Linked DNA regions of Zeugodacus cucurbitae: region 2 is linked to region 1. The links are chromatin contacts, called in public Hi-C maps. All regions are on one chromosome and are shown on one strand. Each heading gives the region's core, a stretch centred on a gene start, on an enhancer-like site or on the middle of the called end of the contact. The rest is flanking DNA. Distances are from core to core; before and after follow the strand shown.

The links. Hi-C and Micro-C count contacts between places; a contact is called where the count stands out from the background.
Region 2: a Hi-C map of whole body shows a contact between it and region 1, with 2.9 times the contacts expected there. The contact joins the promoter of LOC128921413 here to the promoter of LOC105216310 in region 1. A contact is called at or near these places in 2 of 2 Hi-C or Micro-C datasets (both in whole body).

What each region holds. Positions count from the first base shown.
Region 1 is chr4:18,777,384-18,783,637 of idZeuCucr1.2, forward strand. LOC105216310 (charged multivesicular body protein 1b) reads right to left here and starts at 3,981. Exons shown (of 3, transcript XM_011190738.3): 1 at 3,761-3,981; 2 at 3,220-3,685; 3 at 2,923-3,154. The coding sequence starts at 3,782. The coding sequence ends at 3,031. It overlaps LOC105216315, which reads left to right and starts at 2,123. Exons shown (of 2, transcript XM_011190752.3): 1 at 2,123-2,371; 2 at 2,434-2,959. The coding sequence starts at 2,271. The coding sequence ends at 2,785. It overlaps Sgf11 (SAGA-associated factor 11 homolog), which reads right to left and starts at 1,880. Exons shown (of 1, transcript XM_011190728.3): 1 at 796-1,880. The coding sequence starts at 1,770. The coding sequence ends at 1,114. LOC105216292 (cilia- and flagella-associated protein 45) reads left to right here. Exons shown (of 1, transcript XM_011190714.3): 1 at 1-583. The coding sequence ends at 309.
Region 2 is chr4:18,937,724-18,944,379 of idZeuCucr1.2, forward strand. It overlaps LOC128921413, which reads left to right and starts at 3,745. Exons shown (of 3, transcript XM_054229057.1): 1 at 3,745-3,918; 2 at 4,036-4,853; 3 at 4,918-5,670. The coding sequence starts at 3,745. The coding sequence ends at 4,830. It overlaps LOC105216324 (protein max), which reads left to right and starts at 6,501. Exons shown (of 5, transcript XM_011190764.3): 1 at 6,501-6,656.

The sequences.
Region 1 (6,254 bases), core at 2,731-5,230:
GTCGATGAGGAGAAACAAAAACAACAGGAGGCACAACGTGAACGTCAAAATGACTGCTATCGTCAGGCGATCATTAAACAAATGAACGATAAAGAGCTGGAACGGCGTCGTCTCTTGGAACTGGATCGCGCACAGGCCTTGGATTGGCGTGAGGGCGAACGTCAACGTGATCGCAATATACGCGCTGTAATTGATGCGAAATTGGCAGCAATGCGCGACGCTTGCCTGCCGGAGAAATACATTAAAGAAGTTGAAATGCAATTGACTAAAATTAAAGGACAGAAGGCGCTACTGACCAAGATCAAATGAGTGTAAGGAGCTACTATATTTATACATCGGTGTCAAAATAATAATTTACATTATTAATTATCAATTTGACACCGATAATGTGAGTTATTATATGACGAACGCAAACCTACTCAACTTTACTAGAAATATGGGATTCAAAGATTTATTAAATTTGCATATATATACACATGTATAATATTAAAAATGCAACTACAAATAATTGCTCACTCATAACGACTATAAAATTATTGTAAATGTTTCTTGCATACAATAAAATAACTTTCCTCACAATAAATTTATAGCAATTGTGTATAATTAAATATGTTAAGCAACAACTGATATTCACTTATTCATGTAAATATTCACATTTCCTGCGCCTGGAAATATTTTTTAGTTACACACCATTAACAATGATTTGAATATGGTCAGGGAACTCTAACAAGAACAGTGTGCACTTTCATACGGCTTATGTTGTAACTCAACCTCTTAACCAACTATAAAACTGAATTTCATTTTGTTAACCGGCAGTTCCGTTACTCATATTTTATTAAATAGTTTGAATAAGTTAGTAGAATGTATACAAAGCATTTGTTGAGAAAAAAACATGTAGTTTACACTATAAATGGAATCTTTTAGCACAGACTTGATATTGTATATGCACATGCAGAGGACATGCCACACATAACCACTATCAATATATGAAAATTATATTTCTTGCATATACCATGTACATATATACAAATGCCAATATAATTTGCTGCACTTAGCACGTAGTAGAAATTAAATTATTATTTTGTATACGTTTACATATTATTCACATCGTATCTAGAATGATTTGCCATTATTCTTTTTTGAACCGTTATTACGATTACTTTGATTAGTCTTCTTTCGTCGTTTCTCCGATGACCAGTCAATGTCATCTTCATCATCCGTGCCGACTGTTGTTTGCAGATACGATGAAGATGATGACGAACTTGCGCTCGTACCTTCCTTGGTAGCTAAACGACGGCTAGCAATACGTGACGAATTACGTCCCATACCCATACACTTTTCCAAATGTGGTGCAAAACGTGACGCCGACACGGGCCTATCACAGTTGGGGCAAGTGCAATCCATTAGTTTTTTCACTGATGAAATGCCAAAAATATCATAATTTGGCATATCTACAATGCGATAGGAAGCGTCTGTGCCTTCTTCGGGTACACCATCGAGTGCTTCTAAATTACCAGTCTTATGCAAATGATGTATTTCTAGAAAAACACCTACAACAGCATCGTCCAGTAACGATTGATATAAATAGTGTGCAGCCTCATCCAGACTTGTGGGATCTTTGAGTATGTCGTGATAGGCCTTTTGTATAGTTGCTATAGTCATTTTGGTGTTGTTGGCAGACGTTTTCCCCGAGACTGTAAGATTTGTGTTCTTTTCGCTTTTTGCATCAATATTCGCTGCAGCTACTGTAGAGTCTGAAGAAGAGGCCATAACGCCTTGTACTATGCAGCAGTAAAATGTATCCTCAATTTTTTTTTGTTGACAATGTCGGCTTTTTATGTCTTCCCCAGTTTATCAAAACAATGAGCAGTCATAAAATCACCTGTCAGAACACTACAATATATCGATAAACATATTTCGATACATTAATATTATCGTACTGATTTACACATAAACAGTAAAAACTAACTTGTTATTTCTATATTTTAAATAATTTGCTAAATTATTTTCTATCTACAGTTAATACTTGATACTCTAAATTGTATTTTATGTTTTAATTATAATTAATTGCTAATTAGTGTTATAAAATAATTTGCTTATTGTGAATGAGTAAGAACTAACAACCATTTGAAGAAGAAGCAGTGAAGTTTAGTGTATTGTTTACATTTATAAAATATCAAAAAAAAATAACGCGAGTTCAATAAGTTGGAATGAAATAATAGTTTCAACATAATTATTGGCATGCAATAAGTATAAAATACAATACAAATATGCTACTTGATGAGAAGGTACAAAAGTACAAACTACTTGCTGAGAAAATCTATGAACGTTGCCAGGAACTGCAAATAGAGAATGAACGTTCTGTGCTGCGGTACTAAGTTAAACTATTATTATTTAAATTGTCATCAATTCAATCTTAAATTCCAATTTCAGCATAAACACAGTTAAAAAGCTTTTGCGTAGACGTACACGCGATGTGGAGCTATTGAAGCGTCGACTTGATAAACATAATGATATTTGGCGACAATTGCCGATGGTGGCACCGCATCCAAAACGTAAAATTGAACAGAAACGTGGACCCAAGCCCAAGCCAAAGAATCCCACCGAAGAACCAACAGAGGGAAAAGTCAAGAAGGTGCGCAAACAACGCATGAAAAAGAACCCAGCATCACAACCCAACAATATTGAGGGAAGTACTATACAACAATTACCACATTTCAATGAACAACAGCAGCAACAATTATTGCTGCAACAACAATTTGTACAATACAAACAAGATATTTGAATAGAGATTCATGTATTTAATAGCATATAAATTATGATTTTTCCGAACGTTCGTGTGTAACATGCATATATCCATTGACAAAAGCACATAACAGTTACATGTGCCCTTTTTAGAGCTGGTGATAATACAATTAGCAATTTTAAATCATTTAAAAATGTTCGCTTTTTATTAATATAAAGTAATACCAAAAAAACTATCAAAACCGCAAAATCAAATTGGATTTATTGACCTTAAATGCAGTGTATTTACTCGGCTTGTCTTAAACGTGCCAGTCGCTGTGTCAACTCGTCTTGTTCTTGTGATACTTGTGTTGAGGCGCCAATTGTAGAACTCTGTACACCACTGGGCAATTCCATATTCAACTCCAAGCTGCATAAGGTAGAAGGCATAAGTTACATTATCGAGTTACTTTAATTGTTATAATATTTTCTTACCCAGCCTCATCTGCCACCTGTTGTAGTAGATTGTCAACATCTCCTTGAGGTACTGAAGTTGTAGTTGTGTCCGACATTGTATTCTCCATAACCGAACTTTGTACATCCAAATCTTCAAATTGTGATTCGAATTTCTCCATCAGTGAGGAGATTTTCTCTAAATTCATGCCCTTCATTGCGGCATCCATAGCCTTCACCACACCAGCCATTGAACTGGTTACCTTACGCGTAGTTAACGCCGATTGCACACGGCTTGCCACCGCATCCACACGTGCACTCATACGCAAATAATTAACTGCTTGATTTTTTTGTCTTATAGCATTTTCCGCATGTATGCGTGCCACATCCATGTTGCCCTTCTGTATGGCCTTCTTGGCCTTGACCTTTTCCAGCTTCTCCTCTTTTTCACATTTCTTCGAATTGCGCTCCAACTCCTTAACCGCAAATTTTAAATTAAAAAGGTGTTCTGTAATTGTTGGAAAACATAAATTGTAGTAACGAAGAGTAAATATTTTTTACACCATTGAAGTGCTGCACTTACTTTCCATGGACGATGTTGACATTTCGTTACCCAGTTTGATGGCCTTTATACAAATGAAAAACTGCACAAATAAACTTAGTTAATTAAATACTTTTTGTTGTGTTTGGAGTGGTTTTTATGTATATTTTAAGCACAATTGGCTTAATTTCGCAGTATTGATAATATTCTAGTTTTCCCAATTTATGTTATGAATCATTTTGTTTGACAGCTGTGAGCTCATATCACTGCAGTGTTGTGCAACAGCGAAATATTTCGTATTGTTAATAATGGAAAGAATAAATAAAAAATATTAAACGACAAATTTCTAAATATATTTTATTCTTTTAATGGAGAATTTAGTTTATTTTTGCAATAATTTATTTTTATATTAATTTAATTTTTCTTGTTAGTTAAAATAGCTAAGAGTATATTATCATTTGATACACCCTGTGATTTCTGTGTCTTTGCTAGTTCCGTTATTTAATCGTTTCCCTTTCCTTTTCTACAAATTACGCGTGAATTTCTAGCAATTTGGTTCTAATTTATAAATAATAGTGCTTCTTTTGTTGGTTTTAATTGAAAGCTGTGCGGTGTGTGTGTGTGTCATATATATTCTAATAATTGTAAATATCACAAGTATTAAAGGTAACATTCTAAAAATCGCCGATAGCGTTCATAGTGGAGCAATACTAGTGCATATAAAAGTATTATGTTGCGATTGGTGTTCTTACTATTGGTAAAGCAGTTTTGAGATGTATTTTGTGTAAGTAAATCAGCCCTATTGTTAACTTCATGTCAATAAAGCATTCCCATGAATTTTTATTTCCACACGAAAGAAAATTTCGTATCATGAATTTCGTGTGAATGAAAACTTATATTCGATAATCTGTCACAAATATTTTTGTTTTGGTTTTTTGATGATTCGTATTGAAGATTTCGTTTAAAAAGCCAATTACGAGACTGTTGTAAAGCATAAATTATCATTCCATATGGAAGTGTTGATTTGTTTCCACCTCATCTTCTTCCAGGCAACTTCTGCAGCTACCACCTGGTTCCAATTTTTAAAGGGACAATAACCCCTTCAAAATAATACTGAGGACAAAGAGCTCCCAAGATGTCGAGAACTCGTAAAACGTCGAGATTTTCCTTGGGTCAGAAGGATCTTGATACTGACTAGCGTTTGTGCAGCTTAGCTGAAGCCCAATTGTCCAGTAGAAAATCACAATAGGATAGGTAGTGCTCCTACTTGTTTCCATTCTCCTGTCGATAAGACTGACATGTGTAGTCCTACAATTTCCTGAATTGTCATTAATCTGAAGGACGCTCCACTTCGAAGAAGTAGATCTGCTGCTACGTTTAACGATATATGAAACCATAGTTAAATTATTATTCGGTATGATCCTCGTGCGGTGGAGGGCGCTTCAAAAGTCTTCAAGACTATTTTAGTGTTTTTAAAGCGCAAGTGGCTGCTAAAAAAATAGCACTGGATCTAATACTTCGAAGCGTAGCATCCTTCGGTTAAGTGACGATTCAATCTGGTAGTAAGTGCTCACAGACCACGCGCCCGTGACTGGTAAAAAATGTCTATCCTTCCTTTCATTCGATACCAGTTATTAGGTGCCTGCTCACGGAGGAATCCTAGGTAATAAGGTAAGGCTAATGAGCTTTCAAGGCTAGGCACGTAAGTCTACCTACAGTAGAAGGCGAATAAATACGAACACCAACTACGCCCTTGTGATTTACTGTCTACTGGACAATTGGGCTTCAGCTGAAAGAATAAAAGCTGGTCAGTCAGAAAATCCTTCTGACCCAAGGCAAATCGTAAGATGTCTAGGGCGCCCTCCCTCATACTTCTGGTACTTAATGGGTCATTGACCCATTAAAAACTTTATCCTGGCGAATAAGCGAATTTAGAAGTAAAAAATATGCAGATATGTAGTAGGTTCACTGCGTTTTTTCGAGCCTTAATATCTATTAGGTTTTTTTTTTCTGACTTCCTAAAGGACTATCCTTATAGTCTAAGTGTATTCCTCCTCTTGTGGGAAACAGCCATTAACAAAACACAGTTGAAGTTTTTGGTAGAAAATCCTGATATAGTAAACAGCTTTTACATAGAAAATAAGGAGAAAGTGCATGCATTTTGGAATATTAATATGATTCCCTGGATATCATGGGGCCACCATCGAAATCGATTGCAGAATAGAACGTGACTATTAAGCTGTCCAATGTGCGTCCGTTCAAGTTATTTTATTAAATTATCCCTTCAAATATATATATTTTTCCGTGGTTGGGATGTAAGTCGGGCCAGCACTGAAAATTTTTATGTGGAAAATTTATGCTTTTATGCTAAAACAGCCGCGTAATTGGCTTTATGAACGGAATCTTTATTTATAGTTCCAATACGAGTAATTAAAAAATCAAAACAAAATTATTTGTGACACAATGCCGAAATTCGAATATAAATTTTAATTCACACGAAATTCATGATACGATTTCGTGTGGAAATAAAAATTCT
Region 2 (6,656 bases), core at 2,495-4,994, 160 kb after region 1:
AGGACAACTTGACCTAGCCAGCGTAGCCGCTGTCTTTTTATTCATTGAACTATGTCAATGTCGTCGTATAACCCATACAGCTCATCGTTCCATCGTCTGCGGTATTCGACGTTGCCATTGTTCAAAATACCATAAATCTTCCGAAAAATCTTTCACTTGAAAACTCCTAGAACGGCTCAGAGCGGTCCTTCCTGATCCTGACGGAACTTTTGGTATTGCTTAACGGCAGTATACACAGCTATATAAGACATAGCGGCATAGAAGCAATTCCTTTTCGTGCTGTCGAAGGCAGTTTTAATATCGACAAAGAGATGGTGTGCTTCGATCATCTTTTCATGGGTCCTTTCCTAGATATGGCACATGGTGAACAACTGGTAGATTTTTCAGTCCTAAAACCACCAACCAGTTGATTCTATTGCTCACAGTGGACTCTGGTTATAACCACACGCTTTTTAAGCAAATTTAAAGAATTCTCAAGTATGCTCAAGTGCACCTGAGCATTGCTCATGCGACGATTGTCTTTGAAAAAATTATGAACTTAGGAAACTCATTGACAAAAACTCCAAAAAACTTTCTAACGTTCATTCCTCGGTCCATTCCATTATATTTCTAATTTCTTCCACGTTTTCATAAGTTGTTGAAGTGCTGAAGGCATTCGCCATTGGTATTTTCAATAGGTATGAACACTGCTCGAAAGCTGGTGAAAGCTCCACTCTATTTAATTAGGAAATTTGTTTCAGAAACAATCCATCATATCAACTAATAGGGAATCAACCCGGAGTTTCTATGTATCAGTTCACACCAACCATATCGAAAAAGAAACTAAGCAATCTATTAAATTGCGCACCTTTCACACCTTTACGCACTAAATTCCGGCATAAATAGAGTTAAGTATATCAACTTAGATATTTACATAACCTAACTTATTTAAGCAGACGAAAGCGACAAAGCTAATAACGGTACTATGACGAAAAGTGTCATAGTGGAGGAAATATGTGTCACCAGAATGCAAACGCTAAGCAGCCAAGAACTATGGATAATAATGCGCTTAAGGGACGCGCACAAACAGCACATGACGTTGACGTCAGGTTAAACGGGTTAGGAAAATCACGCAAAGTGGAAAAAAGAAAAACAAAAACGAAGAAGGAACCGGCGAGCACGCACGCAAGGCAATGCTATTTTAGTATGGCATAGTCATTGTCACCAAAGTGCTGGCAGCAGCTGTTTTACGAACTGTCTATGTTACAGTTTGTTTGCTGCTTTTATGGCCACTTGGACGCACATAGCTAGATCTCACTTTCTATATACATATATACTAGATATATATATGATGTCTCCAGTATGTTATGCCTGTATATTAAACTGTTTGTCTGCTCGGCAGTCGCCCGTATTTCGAGTATTTGTTTATTTGTGTTTTCCTTTCCTTTTGTTTTGTTTTCATTTATTTTTCTTGTTTTTCATGTTCCCTTGTCCCACTTGCTTGTTTGTCTAATTGTACCTTTCACACATACATAGGTATGCAGTTATAAGCAGTGCTGCCGCTATCCCTGAAGGACACGCCGTACAAGACTCATCACCAAAAAAATATAGACGTCACGAACGAGCTCAGCTCAACATACGAAGCAAGCAGCCCTTTCAACCCATATAGCGTCTATAGCTTAGCGCGCTTCTATTAAGCACGGCACCTAATGCACGTTAACACCGTGAAAAGGTTGTGTCCGTTAGCTCCACACGTACATTCATACATGACCAGCGTTGTATTTATACATACATATGTGGGTAAGCACTTCTCGTCAGTAGAACACACAACACATCGGTTTTAATGTAAGGCAAAGCCCATGACACCCATGTTGCTGCTGTAGACGCACGTGAATGTCTGTCGCGTTGCCCAGTCAGCTATTTTTAAATAATTTCGCGCGCTCTCGGCAATGTTGGAATTGCAGTAAGAAATACGCTTTGCGCCTAAAAGTATTCAGCCAATGTTAAGCGACTCTTTATCCACTGTTATTCGGCGGATTAACAGCGTCAGACAGATTCAGCACATGTTGCAGGGGTGCATGTTAACATTAACGGTAGTTGTTCTCCTTCAGGCAACATGTTGTGTCATATGCAGGAATATCAGTTGTTTCAAGTTTCAAAGCTGTACCTGGAACGTTCTTCACAATGTAAAAACTTCATTTGAAGGAGTAAATGAACGTGAAACAGTAAATACGATCGGGACCTCCCTACACTTCCCAACCGAAAAAACGTCGAACTCATCATAACACTGGATATATTTAAGATAGAATGGGTTAAAAACATTCGTAATACTTAAGCCAGGTCTTCAACTCGACGAACAAGATTAATGAGACCACAAGAAAATTATATGACTGGCCGTAATTGAGGTTATTGAAATCGAAACTTTTGCATCTCATGAGATTAGAGAGTATTGTTACATAATATGAAGGTTCTTTTTTCACATGAGAATTTAGAGGAGGCAATTACTCTAGTATAACGTTGGAGCAATGTAGGTGTTCCACGTACTGACTGTTTATCGAAAGGCAGAGTAAACAAACAGTTATCGTTCTTTCTTTAAAGCCTACTTCCACAGAGCAATCGTGAGTAATCAACAGGAACTAGGTCTCGGGGATCTCACTTGAACAACTGAAACACCGTTCCATGATCATACCAAAAACGTCCAGGTATTGATTACTGGAGACCCTAATGTATCGAAGAAAGGCTTGAGTCTGTCACAAATCTGTAAAGGCAGCACGATTCCAGTAAATGTGTAGTGTTTATCAAAAGTACGATATCCAAGATGCATCAACCTCAGTCTAGTGAAAACTGGACAGCAGAGACTTCTCAGTCTTGCGAAAACTAGACAGCAGCTTTGACAATATACGGCTTTACAAAACGAATGAATTGTTCGAACCTGGATGTTTCAGTCATGTCATGAAAGAAAAGAGACGACGAAATCATCTTCAATATCCCCGACGATTCTTTATCCAGTGACACGTAATGAAACCTAGATACATAAGTTGTAAGTCGCAAGCCTCGTATAAATGTACACATGTAAGTATATCCAAGGATCGTACGGACTACGAACAGAACTTCTGAAGAACTTTTTTGACACATTCCGAAAGGCTGTGCAGACTCCACTTCTTTAAATTTTAGACCATTGGTCCACACTGGAAACAACTTTGGATTCAATAACTTATACGAACTAATTATCAAATCCTTACTAAACCAAACATGTGCACGAGATGAAAAAATCGGAATTTTCTGTCACTAAAAAAGAAGAATGGATCAAGCGTCCGTGATATATTGCGTATACCGTAAATCCACAAATATTGTTTAAGTAAGTAGCTTTATTTGGCGAACGGTTCCAACTGTCTTTCTTTTTTATTTGGAAATCCTAATAACTCTATCAAACGCTAATCATTCCCGTCCTGCTTTATGGTGCAGCAGCGTTGTCGATGTCAACATCAGATGAGACGGATACTTGGAGTTTTCGAAAGGAAAATTTTGCGCAAGATTTATGGTCCTCAATCCCCTCCGATGCCCGGGCGAGGTCGGAGGTATCTAAATGCCTTCTCTGCGCATACCGGCTCTGCGTACGAGTGACCAACCCCTTCCGGCTTACTCGTGGGACCAACTATGAACCAGACAACAACAACAACAACCACAACAACAACAATTACAACAACTAACTTGACGACCAATGCTATGACCACCGGAAATGCTATTACATATCGGAGTCCTATAATGGAATCCGATGAGGACGAGTTACTCGCCTCCAGCCCGGAGACGAGTAAGAGTACTACCGGGAGTACCAGCCACAGTACACCGGTTGTGACAGCAGTGGGTACCAATCAGGGTACTCGTAAGCCAGATGTGGAAGCTTCCACCTCCAGCGCCGCCAAGAACACCAACCAAAGTGTACTGGCAGCTAAAGGCGAAACAACAAAAAAGAAAAGGAAGAAATCGCAAAATCAACTGCGGAAAAACCGGTACCAGAGGGCAGTCTTTGTGCTAAGCAAGATAGCCAAGGATTAGGTAGCCGGTAAATCCGTTGATGAAGTGGAGATAAAGAGGCTACAGGAAACAGTGGAGGAGTATGAAAGCTTCCTGAAAAGGAAGCAATCAAAACCACTGGAAGAGAATACGAAGGCGAACAGTTCCCAGAAAAGGAATCGCTCCCTCAATGAACCGCAAGGAACCCAGCTCAAGAAACCTAGGCAGGGTGAAAGCGAGAAGAATAGTACAAATGCTGCAAGACACTTCAGCGATGTAGCCAGGGACTGCCTACAGGTAGCCATTATCGACGGAAATTCATCCTCACCAAATACTATACAGGACAGATGGGTGGAGATCGACGTCAGATTGTCGGGTTCAGTGTTAAGCTATGTGCTCGACAATCCTGCGGGTCCTCATCCGGAGTTTGACTCTTCCGAAACCCTGAATGGTTACAGGGTGATCAAATGTATGAACCAGTCCTCTCTTGATTTCCTGACGAGTAGTGTAGATAAGATTAGCAACGCCTTTGAGAGCCTCCAATTGAGGCTTATACCCGCCAGTGAAATTCCAAAGAGGCCTCGTGTAGGCATTTGGTTACCCCCTTTGGAGGGAAACTCAAAGAGTGCTACAGCAAATCTGACTACCCTCATAAGTGAGAGGGGCGTCGACATCAGCCTTATACAAGAGCCCTGGGTCAAGGAGGACACGATCAAAGGGCTAAACAGCAGCAATTTTAATCTTTTCTATATGCGTAATGAAGGTAAACCTCAGCCTTATACAAGAGCCCTGGGTCAAGGAGGACACGATCAAAGGGCTAAACAGCAGCAATTTTAATCTTTTCTATATGCGTAATGAAGGTAAACCAAGGGCATGCATTCTTATCAATAAAAATATAAATGCATTTCTTTGTCCAAATTACAGCACAGCAGATACCACAGTTGTAAAGGTGGAGCAAAAAGAAAAACATTTCTTTATGATCTCAACCTACATGGCACATGATGGGGACGTACCACCCGCAGCCCTCAGAAAAGTAATCGAAAACAACAACAGAGAAGATATCCTAATAGGGTGTGATGCCAACGCCAGGCACACCCTATTGGGTTAGCTCCAGTACAAATACCAGAGGTGAGTCGCTATTACAATATATCGATACTCTTAGGATTTCCAACTGGCCCCGAACTGCGAAGGAAATATAGGTATGGGGCGCTATAATCGATTCGGCTTCGGCTAAACGGTTTCAACGCCAATCACATACAATAACTCTTTGAAAGCTGGTAAGACCTTAGGACCTATGTATATACTATATATAACGATATTTCTAATGTGTTATGATTGAAGAAAGTTAAAGATTTCATTGAGGCGAGTGAACTTATGATATGATAATCGTTTTTATACAAGACAACTTTAATACCTATAATATCGATACGTATGTACATAGATTTGAAGACTTTTTGGAGACTTAACTGATTGCGAATGCAGAGACTGTGAAATTTTTGATTTCCTCTAGACGAAAAGTCCACGCACCAGAAATTTGTCATAACACCTTTCAACAAACTACCGTACAAGAACTTTTTTAAATTCCCTTACTCACTCTGTTTAAGTTATAAATATTTTAAATACGATACAACCTGCAACAGCAATGTTATAAAATTTGAAATAAAGCTGCTCTCAAAAAGCTTTTGGTTCCAAAGCTCCAGAGTTTAGATTTCCTTGCCATAAAACAGGTTCTTCTTGACTGGCGTAGACACTGCTTACGCGGTTATAGCCGAGAGGTTGCTCTTCCGAAATCCCATTATTTTCGAATACTCATAGTTCCTTATTGGCATGAAAAGCCAAGAACTTAACGAAGATAAGTGAACTATAATTCGAATATGTTCGAAAACTGTTTAGCGTATAACTTGTATAGCTTTTACTACTGCTATAAAGGGTTATTCATGACTTCTTATTCAAAGCATATTTATAAATAATTTCATGCTTTTAGTAAATGATGGGAGTATTCGGTTAGTTTCTATATCGAAGACAAAAACCGTATATTATAGCTATTGTGAATTTATAGACTTAAATATTTGGCAAGCAGAAAAATCAAGAAAATTGAATAATTAAAAAATATATAAATACATAAAAAAATATTTTAATTTAATTTTGTGCGACATCATTTTCTATAAAAATATTTCAAAACATATTCATGTTATATTTTATTTAGTATTCAATGTGTTCTTTTGAATCCAGTGTTAATTATATATTACTTATTTCAAATCTTATTCTTTAAAAAGTGTTTGTTTTGGACTAATTAACATGAAACAGGCCTCAAATCATGGCGCCCCAGTAACTAAAATCTCCCCTATTTTTATTATTCAAAACTTATTATTAACATGTAAACAATTTCATGTTCTGTTTTTATATATTACGGCAATTCTTCACAATTAGCTAATTTTTGTTACATGGCAACTCTTATTATTGCCCATTTACCATTCTGTCTTTCTTATCATTCTGATTCATTTTTACTTTTTTACCTTGCACGTTTTTCGTTTGTTTGAGTGTCGCATTTGCTTTTGCGTGAAAATTTGAGGCCCAGATATAAGTGCGTTTCAATATTTGTGATTTATTTTCAAGCAGATTACAAAATATACTGGTGAAAACCGTGTTTTACGCAAAATAAA